Linked DNA regions of Mus musculus: all the other regions are linked to region 1. The links are chromatin contacts, called in public HiChIP or PLAC-seq maps. All regions are on one chromosome and are shown on one strand. Each heading gives the region's core, a stretch centred on a gene start, on an enhancer-like site or on the middle of the called end of the contact. The rest is flanking DNA. Distances are from core to core; before and after follow the strand shown.

Region 1 (5,056 bases), core at 962-3,461:
AATATTAATGTTACAATAGCATGCTATTATGGTAATATATTAAATACCCTTAAATCATTGGATTTGAAATTTTATACTACTAGTTTATTACTATTTCATTATTTTTTACATTATTGTGATGGCTAGTAATGTTTAATTTAGAAAATATTGATATTTATTTATTTATTTACTGTGCTGAAGATTAAACTCAGAGACTTGAGGCATGTTAGGCAAGCACTCTATCTCTGAACTACATTCCCAGCCATAAGATATTTAAGAAATGCAAACCAATAGTTGGCCTGAGTCAGTGCAGAAGGACTTGGAGAAGCTGAGTGTCCAGATTTGACATTTCTGAAGAATGAACCCTGTTCCTTAAAGTCATCTAAGCCCCCAGGTGCTTCCCATTTGCCCACCTAGCTTCATAAAGGAAACACACATTCTAGTCTTTTCCATTTGGGTTGGTGCAGAAAGGACTCCTCACCAGTCTTTTGTCTTGCAGATGCCTCAGTATTTACTAGAGGCTCCAAAGGCGGGTGCTAGACTGTGCTGCAAGACACTGACACAGCTGAAGTTGAATGCTGGCTACTGTTATTCAAATGTACTGGTATTTGCATCTCTTTGATACTTCTACCACCAACCTAAACCATCATCGCACTATTCTACAAATTTCTTTTTTCAACTGAGGGAAAGAACCTTCCCTGGCTGCATTACTTTGTGTTGAATTAAATGATAGAGGTAATAATTTTAGGGTATAATTTGACCCCAAAATATCACCCAGGAGAAAATACTTCCTTATAAAGTATCTGTTATTGTTGCTGTACATGGTAGCTTTCTGAAACTAGATAGGTAGATAGATAGATAGATAGATAGATAGATAGATAGATAGATAGATAGATAGTTTGAGATCAGTATAGTTTAACCACATTCCAGAGCATTCGAAAAATCACGTATAAAACATGGTTAACATTAATCGTATAGATATTTAATTATTCCAAGATTACTGAGATAGCTAATTTTATGTCAACTTGACACAAGCTAGAGTCATCATAGAGGAGAGATCTTTGAGAAAATACTTCCATATCAGGCTGATGGCAAGCCTGTAGAATATTTTGTTAATTAGTAATTGATATGAGAAGGCGCAGTCCATTGTGGGTGGTACAGCTCTGGGCTGCTCATCCTGGGTTCTATAAGAAAGCAGGCTGAGTAGGCCAAGAGGAACAAGTTAGTGAGTAACAAACACCCCTCTACGACCTCTGCATCAGCTCCTGCATCTATGTTCCTGCCCTGTTTTAGTTCCTGTTTTAAGTACCTTTGATGTGAATGCATAAGCCAATTTAACTGTTTCTTCTCCAATTTGCTTTTGGTCACGGGGTTTCATCATGGTCATAGTAACCCTGACTAAGGGAAATAGTCCACAAAATAACTACATTGATAATAATAAAAATGAAGCACATTATTAGAAAACAAGGCTCCTATAAGATGAAATAACTTGAGTGTCCTTGACATCCTAACTGTTCTGCTGGCCTGCTGGCCTGCTGGCCTGCTGGCCTGTGTCTTGAATGTCCTGGCAGGAACTCTCCTCACCTCAGTTACAGGAATGCATGGAGCTGGCTGCTGAAGGTCCTGTGTGGTGATCTCCCTTAGGATGGATTCATTCCTCAAGCACTGGTCACGCGATTGATTTAACTATGTCTCTGAACTACAAACAGCCTCAGCTTCCTCTGTTGTATCCCTTTCTCCACCCTGCTCCATGGCAGAACTTGACATTGCAAATACTTGCATTGAAAATTGTAATGGGACATTGCCAATTAAAGGATAATTGTTAATTATCAAGTTACTAATAAAATTACAAGTTTAATGGTGATGTCTCTTTCACACTCTTATTATCACCTGGTAAAACAGACTAACATAAAATGACTATAATTAGTTTATTTTAAACACCCATTAGCATGTCCAGTAATATCACCAGCCATTTGAACAGCATGGACTCCATTTCTGACATACTTTAGTAGGTATCTGCTCATCTAGACTGTGGAAGTTTACCTCTGACTAACCTCAAATCAAAGCTGAAAGTGACAAGTGACTCGTACAGACAGGTCTATCTCATCTCCAAGGCGAAAGGCGGTTCCTTTTATCAACAATAAAAGTTCCCTTTATCAACAATTGCACTGTAATATCTTAGAAGCCGCTCTTTAAACCTTGTGACACACATCAATTGTGAGTCTATAAGTAGTTAAGAGCCTGAAACTCAACCCAGAAATCCACAACAAAGCTGTTGTGAGTCCTGCCTTACAGACTATGGTTGAAAGATCATTTCCGGCAATTTTGGAGAAAACAAAAGGTTACTAGAGGTGCAGAGGTACACAAGGCTAAGTCTCTTCTGTCACCTTGCAGCTCTTAGAATACCTCAGGGTAACTACTGCTGAGAAAACACAGCCAGTCAGTGCCAGGTGAAGAAGCCCTTTTCCTCCCATTCTCTCCAGCCCTGTATCCAAGCAGGGTGTCTCACACAAACTGGCTCAGAAATTTCCCGGATGCATTAGACTCCTTTATGCTTGCTTTCTTTCTTTTCTTATATATGTTATTGCCTATACCAGATTTGATAGAAAATTAGAGTATCATCTCAATTCAAAAGATTACACACAAGTAATTTACAGCCACCATTGATAGGATACGATGCTTATGTTTATGTAACAAGTCCAAGCATTCCGGATCAAATGGTTTATACAGGATGGTAAAGAAATCTCCCATGTTTTCTTGGGGGATTAGAAATCAGCTACTTTCAAAGTTGTAGACTATGTAAACCTGATGGTTTGTGAATATGTGACAATAATAATTTTGTATTATTATAAGTAATTATTATAATAAATTATATATTTTATATAAATAAAGTATTATAACTAATAATTATTCTCTCCTTGTGTCTTATACACAAATGTTTCTTTAGTGATGTCTAAATTGGTGGCTGCCAAACCGGTTTGCCAAAGCATATTCATCTTCCTTCACGAAGATATTTCTAAATTTTGGTCAAAATAAATCATGTGTCTTTGCTTCAACAGAGACTTGCCATTCCTTAGTCAGGGGAAGGAGACAGAACCTTGATGCTGCTAAGGTAAGAAGTGTGGGAGGCAGAATGAACCAGAGTGAACCAGAGTGAAATGGACAGATGAGATAAAACATCCAAAAATATGGCCCCATGAGCACCTAAGGAAAGGAGTCATCAACTTGAACAGTAAGAAAGGACCCAGGAAGCCATGCAAGGTTCCTTTCTCTATCTTCTGACACTTAAAAAACTTACTAAAAATGAATCTCTAGAATACTCACTTGTATGTGGGAAACAAAATGCTGAAGAACTTACTGAATATCTAAAGTAAGACCTATTTTTTTTTATGTTTTTCTCTCTGTATTTTCTTATTTTTCGAACGACTTTTTTGTTCCCAAATCAAGAACTTGTTAAAGTCAGGAACCCTACCTCTCGGAATCCTAATAGCTATTGCTTTTGAAAGGAACAGCCTGAGTTGATAGGTGGGCAGTGAATTTGTAAGTTTGCATAGTCCTCACTTATCACTGAGTCAGAATTGCTGGGGTTTGTGATAGCAACAGAAGAACCCTAGCAATGATATCCATAAATCTACCAGTGGAGTGGAAATCTGTTGTTGGCCTGTTCTCAAGCTTTGTAAAATTGAGTCCTTCCAACTCCTCTCCTCCAGCAGCATTCAGGCTTTCTGATTCTCAAGTTGTTCTTCCAACTTATAACTCATAATCTGGCCTCTTACTACAATGATACATTAAGGAAACACTTGTCACTTCAATAAACTCAAGTTGCCTTTAGTCACACATGGTTTGGGTACATCCCAATCCCAAACAGTGCAGTTTCTCTTAGCAATGCTATGAAGGAACGAGTGGAGATCACTGTCAGCATAGGCTGTGCCTTAGAAACCTGCTTTGCTATGCATGTTGCTGATAGCACCAAGTACAGCAGAAGTGATGTAGTCCCTCCCCTTATAATATGGACTACGTGACAAGGTTCAATGCTTAAATTTTGTGTCTATCATAGACACAACACTGGTTGCTTTTACTGTCAAGACATCTTAGCACTGGAACTTACTCTGTAACAAAGCCATACATTCCCTTATCCCTTTTGTAAGATAATCCTGAAGTGGTCAAGCTTGATGGTTTAGAGAAAAAGAAGATGAGAATTAAGTAGCTTGCTCAGATTTTTTAAAGTCCTATCTATCATTGGTACTTGGGCCTTAAGATTCTATCGTCATCATTCAACCACATCAGGATACAAATGGGGTAGTTTGGTGATCTGGTGTATTGTAATCACCAGTCAGAAAGATACAGGGATATGCCAAAGAGACAGCAAATGGCCTGGAATCACATCAATCCATGATTGTGTTGTTTGAAGAATGATGTTGTTCATATGGTTAAGCCCTCTGGAAAAAAATCCCTGATGGTCTCAATCAATTGTCTGCATATTTCTGGACATTTTGACGTTCTAGACTTGCAAGACCATGCACATCTAGAGGACTCACATCTGGCTCAATGATTTTTCATTTTACAAATAACTTAATGTTGATATTAGTTAGTACGAAATCATGTAAGTTGACTACATTCTAGTAACTTCCCATTATTTACAGTTTCAATGTGATACTTTCTGGATGATGCTTTGACATGTTAGGTGTTCTAACATGAGAAGAGTTTAGCAGGGAAACAAAATGGTGAAGAGAAAACTCCATTGAAGGGAACATGACTGTACCACATGGCTTAGAGCCAGCCAAACCTCCGTGTGGAAGGTTCTGAAAGACCCTAAGGACTGGATCTTTTCAGCTGTTAGGTTTTTAATTTAATTTCACTAACAACAACAAAATATGCAAATACATCTCTGTAATATAAAAGAAAGGTTAACATTTCTGTTATTAATGTAAGTGTATTTCATATTAGAATCTATGGCGTTTCAGCTTCCATTTAAAGACCTGGGGTGGAATATTTTTTCTTCTTTTTCTCCTCTGTAAAATGCAATTATGAAGGATGGAGGAGCTTTTGAGCAAATTGTGTGAAGTAGGGAATCTTA
Region 2 (5,056 bases), core at 1,155-3,654, 200 kb after region 1:
TTTGATATGAATAGCCAGCTAAGGACATCTATGTAGATGCTTGTACCTGTGCAGATATGGTGGCTGGAACAGGCAGGCTAGAAAAGGTGAATCACGAATTCACACCTGCATTCTTGGAAGCATTAGGCCAACAGAAGAACAGTAGAACCACAAGACAGATGAGAAGACTTACTTCTGTACACTGACAGAGATGACAGCCCCTCACAAAAGGACAACCCTCTCCTGTCTTTCATCTCACACCCCTGACTCCATCTTGCCTGTTACTCTTCCTTGATTCCCTCTCAGCAGGCTCCGGGCACAACTTCTGCTAATGGGAGGAAAATGACCTTTTTAGTAAAAATTGGACCATTTATTCTCTCATGTTCAAAGTTCTCTCAAATTTTTTTTCTGACTTCAAAAAGATCACCCCCCCCCCCTCCTCATAGGACACCTCTACTTCCTCTAGCCTCCACTTTCCATCTTGACTCTTGGCAATCAATGATTTTCTGCTTCTGTTTCCTCCTTGCCCATCAAAGCCTTGAGAAATTATGACCGGCAAGGCTGGTTGTGACCTTTGTCTTAAGAATATTTAAAGGAATTCTTAAAATGCAGGACTAAGGAGAGAACTCGAAGGGCAAACATGCTTTCTGTGTAAGCACAAGGACCTGGATGTGAATGCACAGCACCCATGGAAAAGCCTGGCACATAGGATGTTACCTTAGCTCTTTAATGGGAGACGACAAGGGGAGACTGGATCATGTGCAGAAATTTGGATGAACAGCTAGCATGACAGCACAAAACAACAGGATGAAAGGTGAAAACCAGTGCCCAAGGTTGTCCTTTGATCTATACAGGTGCACAAATAGCATGTGTCTACCTGAATTCACACACACATACACACACACACACACACACACACACACACCAACTATAATGTATAGAACCCATGTGTTTAGTTTCTTAAAATTTATGAAAAAAAGTTTGCCTTTTCCTGATCTAGGTCATGTTCTCTATCAGGCCATTTTAATTATTCTCTGTTTTATGTACCTTGACTTGCCAATATGTTCTTAGTAGAACCTCTTCCCCTTGCTGACTTGCCTCTCCACTCAGATTTTCAGTGGCAGGACTATTCATTCAGGCTCCTTGGTCTACTATTCAGAGCCTAACATATAATCTTACTACCCTAAGTTTAAATAAATACCTATGGTTTACTTCCTGTTTCAGTATCCCAGAGATGGCTTTATGACCACTGTTCTCAGGTAAGTCCACTCTAGGTGCCTAAGCCATTCCTGTGCTCAATTAGTCATGGATACTTTACATCAGGAAACCAGGATCCATTGTAGTCATAAACTCTAGCACAAGTGGATGTAGTTAAAGAAGTGACCTTTTATCTCTATGGTGGTTCTGCTGGGAACTTATTATGACTCTTTCTGACATGTAGGCTAGCCCCTAAAGCATTACACTTAAGTAGAATTTCACAGGTGGCCCAAGGCTATCCTCATGTTTATCTGAGCCCTGGTGATCTTCAAAGTTGAATGTCCTGTCACTGAAAACTAATAGAGAAGCCCGTTTCTTAGTTCCTGAAACTAGATTCCTGTTGATAATTGTCTTTCTATAACCACAGGAGGTCCATGTTAATAATTCTCTACAATCCTATTCAATGATGACATCTGTTTAAGCATACATTATACGAGTCAGACTTGCTTCACAGATACTATATTAATTTGTTACTTTTCCTGAGCAAATGTGACTGCGCATTTGGTTAAATATTTACAAAATGTAGGTGAGTGAGCAGAAGAAAAAGATAAAATTAAAGCCAAATAGGACCCATGTTTTTTGAGGAAAAGTTCCGTTGACTTTGTTGTGTGTATAATGAGTTGCTACAGAAAATGTGATATGTTCAAACTGTGCTCTTCATAGTCACTGATTGAAAAGGGACAGTTTTCTGCAGTTCAAAACCAAGTCATTCTTATTAAAAGGTCACAGGAAACTGAGGAGAAATGTCAGGCACACAGACTGACCTATTCAGAATATAATCAAGCTTGCTTTAAAAAAGACAACATCTACATCACGAAGGGGAGAGATCTGATTGTATTCTCTATGCCTTGATAATACAGTTAGTGCCGATAAGACCTTGAGACAATCTTGCCCTTCAGAAAATGAGTGTTTGTGGTGGGTGTGGGTGAGCCAGAGGAGCCCTGTGATGCAATGTGGCTAAGATCATCTCTCTAGCCCATTTCCTTTAGAGTTTACTGAACCTATCCTTTCCCCCCACAAGATGCTCATTTCTAGTTTTATTTTTTATAACGTTAATGTACTTTGCTTTTCCCATACATTAACTACCTTCATAAAATGTTGATAAAGTTGTTCCCCTTGCCCCACCAGCAGACTGACAGCTGTATAACTCTCATCTTATGCTTGCCCAGTGGTACCATTTGTGCAACGTATCTTCTGGAAGTCTCTCATTCTATTTGAAGAGACCAGCTGTAAAGGCAAGATGGTAAATCCATTTTCGTGCCAGTTCATCTTTGGCTTCTCTCCAGATTTCTAATATTTAGGGCTTGATTTTGCTGGCTGCCTTCTTCGTGGATGCACAGAGCTCCCATTGACTTCATTATGATAAGCAGAGTGATGATAAACTCAAATGGTAAACAGAAGGGTTCTTCACTTCAATGGAAATTCTCTGCGTGTGAAGAGATATTGTCCAGTAAAAAAATCATCCAATTTCATATTAAATAAATAAACACAATGGTATCTGGAATGACAACTTGGAGTCATTTGACATATGTCTAAGATAGCATGACAACCAGAGATTCCACTCTCATCATTACGAAATTACTGTCTGATAAACAGACTTGATTTCTTCACTCCTCTTAAAGAAGAGTCCTAGATGCTCCATCCTCCTGCTGTCATGAATCTTTCTGAAGATGTGCATAAATATACTGCTTTTCTTGTAAAGATGGGCCCACCAATAAGGCCCATCAAAGCAAGTGAACTATAATATTTTTAATATTTGATATTTTTCATTGGTTCAAATTTGCATGGCCAACAATCAATCTGGTGTTTAGTTTCCTCCTGAGTTTCCACTGTTGCAAACTGACACAGGGAGGATGGTGGTGGTGCTGGGTTAAGAATTTAAGGTGCTAACTGACTAATGTAGGCAAGCATAATTAATCATGTCAGAAATCTTTGCATGCAGTTTAATTGGTTTGCATTATCTATAAGATAGTGTTTTCATAAAATAACAAAATGGTTTCTGCTAAAACTGCTAATTTATTGCCTTCAAAATAAGAGGCACCCAAATGGGAATCCAGAAGGAGTAAAACCCCCATGCTCCTCAAAATGAGAGCATTTCAGATAAAATAGTGCTGTGTGTTTTTTTTTCATATGAAGACTGTTGATTAATAAACTTAGCTTACCTTTGGTGGCATAAGCAAAATGTTTCCATTAATTCTATTTGTTGAAATGAATTTGTTTTTGGTAAAGCTTTTTGGGTTAAGTTTTTTTTTTTCCCAATTGAGAGAAAAAAACCTGACTACCTCCTCTATGCAAGTATTCAAATTTTTTATTTTCTGCATTCTCTCAGTCCTTGAATTTGAGTTTGTATTAGTGCTTATATTTTATTTTATTTTATTTTATTTTATTTTATTTTATTTTATTTTTTAGCACAGAGCATCTATGTTTTCCCAACTAAGACCTGCTTCATTTTTATCTTTCTTTTCCTGTAAATTATTTAATCTGAATGCCACTGGATTTTTTACTTATGATCAAAAATGTTCTGTGTATTTCCCAGTACCCAGCATAGTTACATTATGAGAATGCACTGTTTTTATTTTTGGAGTATTTAGTTTCTAAATATGCATTAGAATAGTTTTTAAAAAGCATGTTTCCCCTCAAGTGATTTTTTTCTATTATTATAAGGAGGCATAGGTTAAAGGCTCCATTACATACCAAGCAGAAGATAAGTAACACGCAGTAAGCTATGTTTAATTTTATATGAGGGAGGCTTCTATTGACCAGGAGGGAAATGGTGGTGAATAAATATTAAGACAGATGACATTAAGATTCAAAAATTTCAAGGAAATTTTGGTATGATTTTTCTCAGCTTATATACACAGCAGTTTTATTCTACTATTCATTTTATCCTATGCTTCATGCAATAAAATATCATTTAAGGAGCCAACAGGAAAATTCAAGTGGTGCCTTACCTATAGATAAAAATTAAGTATTGTAAAGAAAAATGGGAGAAGAACAAAATGTTTTAGCATTTCAACTAATTACATTGTCATTTTCTTGGTATGTTTTTTTTTTCTTTTTTCCCATTTTGATGCTCTGTTATGATAGTGTTTGAATGACTGTTCATTACTTCTGAGCTTTTCTTTCTGTTTTATTAGTCAATGTGACATTTTAAGAAAATTATTATACCAGTTGCTTTGATGATAATATCTAAATAAAATGTTTTAAAGTCACTGTATGTGCTGCCTCTAACTTTGTCCTGTTTGCTCAAGAGTACCTACTGATAGGAAAGTGCGTAGAGCACGAGAAAAACAGGTGCTCTGTAGAGTCCCGTGGCTGCTTGCTTCGTTTTCTGTCATTGTTTCTGTCACAGCAGATGAAGGAGCCCTGTGAGCACCAAGTTTGCTCGTTAACTCTAGACATTGCCACCTAGCAGTCAGCAGGTCCCGTTCCTTAGCGTGTTCAGAGCTGGTGGGTGGCTGAGGGGAAGCTCCTCCGCAGACACTCTTTGGCAGTCTTTGTGTCCTCTGGCTTGATAGCTCTGAGCAGCAGAGGCTGCTGGGAACACCAGGAAGAGGCTCAGGTTTTAGGTGTGGAATAGGGCTGAGGATGGGGAAGGCTCTTTAATCCTACGATGATGGCTGCTCCAACTTTTGTTCAGACCTTGGAAGACAAGATTCTGCAGTCCTCGCCACCAGTTAAGGTTATAGTTCACCTGAGGCTCTTAGTCTTTTCACCCATGTTATAGCCACTGTTTCTACTACTACAGCCCTTGCCCCTCTCCCTCCTGCCTCTCCTGTGTTGCTAGCACTGTCTTCTAAGATAAGGCTGGTCTCACCTC
Region 3 (5,056 bases), core at 1,659-4,158, 170 kb before region 1:
TCCAGCAGGTGGCTCAGCTGGCTGCAACACATTGCTACAAAATAAATTACCCAGGAACTGATTTCATTTCCTTTTCTTTCTGAAATATAATCCTGAACTTTTCAAGAAAGTTAATTAAAGAGTATAGTTTGATTTTCCAAAATACATGTCACAATCACTTTTTAAAGAGACCATTCTATCCTTAACTACCAAACCCTAGAAATTCTAAGCATGGAGAATTGAGCCTTGCAGAAAACTTATTTGCATTGTTTAACGTAAGTTGTCTCCACCCTCTACAGGAGACCTTTGTTCTAACCTGAAGCCATTGTTCTAAGCCTTGCTATTGCTTACCAAGGAGATCAATGAACTGTTGCACATGGAATGATTCTGTTTAGGACCACCAGAACCTGCAACGCAAGTACTCAAGGAAAGCGCTCTTCCTAAAAGCATCCCTATAGTCTACCCGCTGCCTCTTTTCTTTTGATCTATAGAAATATACCTTCATGCGTTGTATTTTGAAGTCATTTTAGCTTTCGCTGTCAGAATTTCTAAGTGATACTCTCTTAGATATCTCGCAAAGTCTTTGGGGGAGATGACTCTACGGCTTACTATGGGTGAACTATTTTAAACAGTTTCCTTGAGAAGGTTGAGTGAGGCTGTTTTAGGTGAGCAACACTCAGTTTGGGACAAGGGAGGTCATTGACTTTAATACTAGGTCCATAGCTACAAAGCGGCAAACTCCTCAATGATCATACTTGAAGGAGAATGGAAGCTCAGTAGCATTAGAGCAGCCGGTTCTGCATTAAAAAGGGTTTCAGTTTTATATTATTTCACGTGCTACAAATACATGTATGCATATATACTTTTCAAACTAAATATACTGTTAATGCCATGTTTAAGTTTAAGAAATGAACCACATAATTAAGTATTCAGTTATAGATGAGCCTCTGCTGAGAATTCTGTATTGTTCAGAGTTGATTAGATGATACACGGAGGCTGAGATTTGAATCATTTTGGACTTCAGTATAGGATAACAGAATCATCTCTAGCAGAATATGGAAAAAATACACATAAAACTCAATTACTTTTCAGTGCAGCATCCTGTGCTGCCATGACTCCAGGCTTCTATTGAAATGAAAATGGGGTTTTCATGCTCTAGAAAATAACGTTGAAATGCAGTTAAATGCTTTCTTCACTTTTTTTCTGGTTATAGAATTTTATGGTGTTTGTTTCCTGTGTATTCCATTCTAATTTGTGAATTTAATGAATTTATATATTGAATCCAAAGACACGTTTTTTTAAAAATTTCAGTAATGGATTAAAATTATCTTTTGCACAAACTGGCTCATCTTGTAGGCATATATATATAATTCTTTCCACCTGTCATGATTATGTTATATCTTAAAACATAACTAGATCATATGCTGCCTACAAGCCTTTTTTCTAGAACAATAATAGTAACTTATCTTTCCTTTCCTTTGTAAAGGACAGTTTGATTATGTATGGTGTGAGTTATATTTTATCTGGCAATGAAGCACAGATAGCTTGTATTTACTGTAACTCACTCTTGAACTATGATCCTTAAATCTGGGTGTGTAGCCAATCACCAGGGCTCACACGTTTACTTGGAGTAGGGCTCCAGATGATGCTGATGCTGAAACTGCCATGGCTCCTGAGGAAATGGATGCTCCTAGATCCAATAGGTAAATGACAGAGGGACCTGTGGCTTCCTTTCTCTACACTACAGTCATTTTTGTACTAAATGAGCACAGCTTCTCTCTTGCACTCTGGCATGTGTGGCTGTGATAACCTTCTGACCTATTATTAATTAATGTATAGCTTCTCACTTCAGTCATTCTTTGATCTTCTATCAGAGCTAATATTCACATGCAAATCCACAAGAAGACAATGGTAAACGTTACAATTCTAATCACATCTCTATCATCAGAAACTGTCCATTCCTGCACCCCTCCCACCCTCACCCCTCTAACCCCCACTCCGACTAGCAGATGAAGTTCAAATATAATAAGTAACAAACAATAACTCATGATTACCTATAGGAAAATAGATTTTAATAGTATAGAGGGTAGCTATGTGCCAAGTTTTTGTGCTGTTTAAGGTTTATTGTAAATACAAAGGGTGTGTGTATCTTTTATGCGGGAACTGTATGATCAAGGCCGAGTAGTAACCTTGGCTTGGGATTAAAATGTTCTACAAGAGGAGAGTACTGTTTAGCCACCTTCTAATTGTTTACTCTTGAGGTGACTTGTTTATGTATCACTTCCTCAGTATACATTTTGCACACTACTCATGCGAAGAAGTCACAAGAGTATCATAGCTTCTTCTTACTACAAATGTGCACTCTTACTACAGATATAGACTGTTATGTATTTTTATTGTAAAAATCAAATATTCAATACTTGAAATTACAAGGGCATTTTACAAAGCTCTACTCCAAATGCAAGAAATATTTATTTATTGATTATACACACAGTATACACACCAAATACACATTGGCTTTATTTAATTTAGAATTTAGGAACTGCTGGCTCAAAGTCAGTTTTTACTTAGTCACTTTTCAAGAAAAAAAATAAATCACATCCTAGTTATTCCAGTGATAGGAAATAAGGCAGTGAGGTGAGAGTGTGCTCAGTGGTCTGGAAGAAGCATAGTGGCAGGAGGTCCACCTGACTTCACTCTGCTGTTGACTAAGCCATGCAAACTGCCAGAAGTACTGATTGTCAAAATGGATACCTATAGAAAAGGGGGGCAGGTTGTGTCCTAAGTACTGTGCTGTCAATACCAATCCCTCTTTTATCCAGAAGCAATGAGATATGACAGAAAGAACCCAGAGAGTGTTAGGAGGTGTGGGGCTAGCCCTGTCTCTGCTAACTATGTGATCTGAGGCAATCTTGACCATCTTCAGGAAGTGATTCAGTGGGCTGGGCTGTGAATCTTTTCTTAGTGAGCTGTAGTGGTTTGAATAAGAATGGTCCCCCGAGGCTCATATATTTGTAAGCTTAGTCATCAGGGAGTGGCACTATTTGAAAGGATTGGAAGGTGTGGCCTTTTGGAGGAAGTATGTCACTGGTGGGTGGGTAGGTTTTAAAGATTCAAAAGCCCATTCTAGGCCCAATCTCCCCTCATCTCTTTCTCTCTTCCTCTCTGTAGTCTGTTTCACAGATCAGGATATAGGGTTCAACAATTTTTCCAGCACCTTGTCTGCAGCCATGATTCCTGAGATGATGATAATGGACGAAACCTCTGAAACTGTAAGCAAGACCCAGTTAAAATGCTTTTTCTGAAAGAGTTGTCTTGGCCATGGTGTCTCTTTACAGCAATAGAACAGTGACTAAATTGTGAAGCTCATAATTTGATTCTAACTAAAGTAAGTAAGAAGTCGGATGTGTTTCTGAAAATACCTTTGAAAGACAACCTGTGCATACCTCTAACTACTCTTCATCACACATGAACTGAAATGTTCTACACAGAAAAGTTGTTTCCATTCATATGTATTTTTACCCCCACCCCCCAAAGTCCTTTCACAGAGTCTCCAGTGTTCCTTATTTTCATCATTATGGAGTAAGTTTGATGGGTTAAGGTCAGCACTGTAGCAAAGAACTTACAAAGCCAAGACTATTTGCTTCATCCTCTATGAATGAGAATGTTTCAAGCTCAAAGCATTATTCATTCCCAAATGTCAATTGTGCTAAAGTCAAGAATTCCAGCCTAGGTATTAAGTTATGTAACATCTCTGTGAGAGCTATTTGAGAATATGCACACTCGGCAAGAGGCCAGAGGTTGATCACTGGTGTTTATCCCATGTCTTCCTCAATCATTCTCTCCTTAATTTTTGAGACAGAGATTCTTACTGAACTTGGAGCTCACTGATTCAGCTGGACTTGCTGGTGAGGAAAGATCAAGAATCCCCACCCCTCCAGTACTAGGATTATAGATACACATTGACCCGGATAGCCTTAACATGGGTGTTTGGGATCTAGACTCAGGTCCCATGCTTATGTGATAAGTGCTTTACTTACTGAGCATCTATCCCTGTCCTTACATTTTAGTTTCTCTAATAGTTCTGGGAACATAAAAAGAATTCAATATAAGTTTATTAAGTCTGAAAGCATTGCCTAGTTTAAAAAGCATGAGATCGTCTTAACTCATTAGTCATGCCTTTGAGATAAGATTGTACAGATCCTTCTAGAGACTCATCTGTGACTCATGGATGGGTGACGTAGGAGCCGATTGATTAAGTTAAGTGTCTAATCATTGCTGAGCATACATCCTGCTGAGTGTACAGACAGGGCCTTAGAAAAGAAACAGGGCCAGGCGGCGGTGTGCATTGAGAAGCCTCAGCACACAGAATTGACAATGCAGATGCAGTCCGGATCCAGCCTTCTCAATGTGTGACATTAGCGATGCTTTTAAATCAAAATTTATTTATCATTTATTTGATTTAAACTGGTCAATTTTAGAAATTCCACTACTGGTCTATTGATATGAAGCATGAAATAAAAATAAAGCCGTGTAAAAGTCCACAAAGAAATACAGCGTTGACACAGGAACCATGCTGCAAATGGATAGGACTCAAATGTCACAAACACTTATTTTGTGAATGTCTATGATAAATTTCCAAAAACAATGTTGTTATCAATAAACACAGTATTGTAACAAGAAAGGACTTTTATTAGTACTGTAACCAGAAATGATATCTATTGGTATTGTAACCACAATGAATATCAATTAGACTGTATTTGGATCAGGAAATAAGGTGACTTAGCAGAGGTTTCAGCCTGTGCATTCAATATGTCTAATAACTCCAAAATGAATACTTCACCACCCAATCAGCATTATTCTCCATAACAATTCCCAGGGTTAGTAAGAATATCAAGGAAAAGACTCTAGATATTTTTCTGACTTTCTGTTTTGTAGGTATTCATGAAAACCATTTGCCAATCTACTAGATCTCATTAAAACTTACTAATTTGAATTTTTGTCATAAAAGTATCTCTTAATTTCCTTTAGAGTCTTAAAAATATTATCTTAATTTTTAAAGCTATTTTATTAGATT

The links. HiChIP or PLAC-seq counts read pairs in DNA pulled down with a chosen protein or histone mark.
Region 2: a contact with region 1 is called in an H3K27ac HiChIP or PLAC-seq map of thymic regulatory T cells, with 2.6 times the contacts expected there. The contact joins two enhancer-like sites. A contact is called at or near these places in 4 of 115 datasets of contacts at active chromatin or transcription factors (the SCID.adh cell line, embryonic forebrain, regulatory T cell precursor and 1 more).
Region 3: an H3K27ac HiChIP or PLAC-seq map of embryonic stem cells shows a contact between it and region 1, with 10 read pairs. The contact joins two enhancer-like sites. A contact is called at or near these places in 2 of 115 datasets of contacts at active chromatin or transcription factors (both in embryonic stem cells).

The regions. Positions count from the first base shown.
Region 1 is chr4:6,968,465-6,973,520 of GRCm38.p6, forward strand. The region is part of intron 1 of Tox (thymocyte selection-associated high mobility group box); the gene reads right to left. Among named protein-coding and RNA genes, the nearest start is that of Tox, 20 kb to the right of the region's middle. Within about 2 kb of position 2,212, at least 22 of the 459 cell types and tissues checked have an H3K27ac peak or open chromatin away from gene starts, as enhancers often do. A contact at or near this core is called in embryonic stem cells and thymic regulatory T cells, where this site is marked.
Region 2 is chr4:7,170,572-7,175,627 of GRCm38.p6, forward strand. Gm33539 (a long non-coding RNA gene) reads left to right here. Exons shown (of 3, transcript XR_003955366.1): 3 at 2,365-4,453. Among named protein-coding and RNA genes, the nearest start is that of Gm33539, 6.9 kb to the left of the region's middle. Within about 2 kb of position 2,405, at least 5 of the 459 cell types and tissues checked have an H3K27ac peak or open chromatin away from gene starts, as enhancers often do. A contact at or near this core is called in thymic regulatory T cells, where this site is marked.
Region 3 is chr4:6,797,588-6,802,643 of GRCm38.p6, forward strand. All of the region lies in intron 3 of Tox (thymocyte selection-associated high mobility group box), which reads right to left. Among named protein-coding and RNA genes, the nearest start is that of Gm11802, 100 kb to the left of the region's middle. Within about 2 kb of position 2,909, at least 18 of the 459 cell types and tissues checked have an H3K27ac peak or open chromatin away from gene starts, as enhancers often do. A contact at or near this core is called in embryonic stem cells, where this site is marked.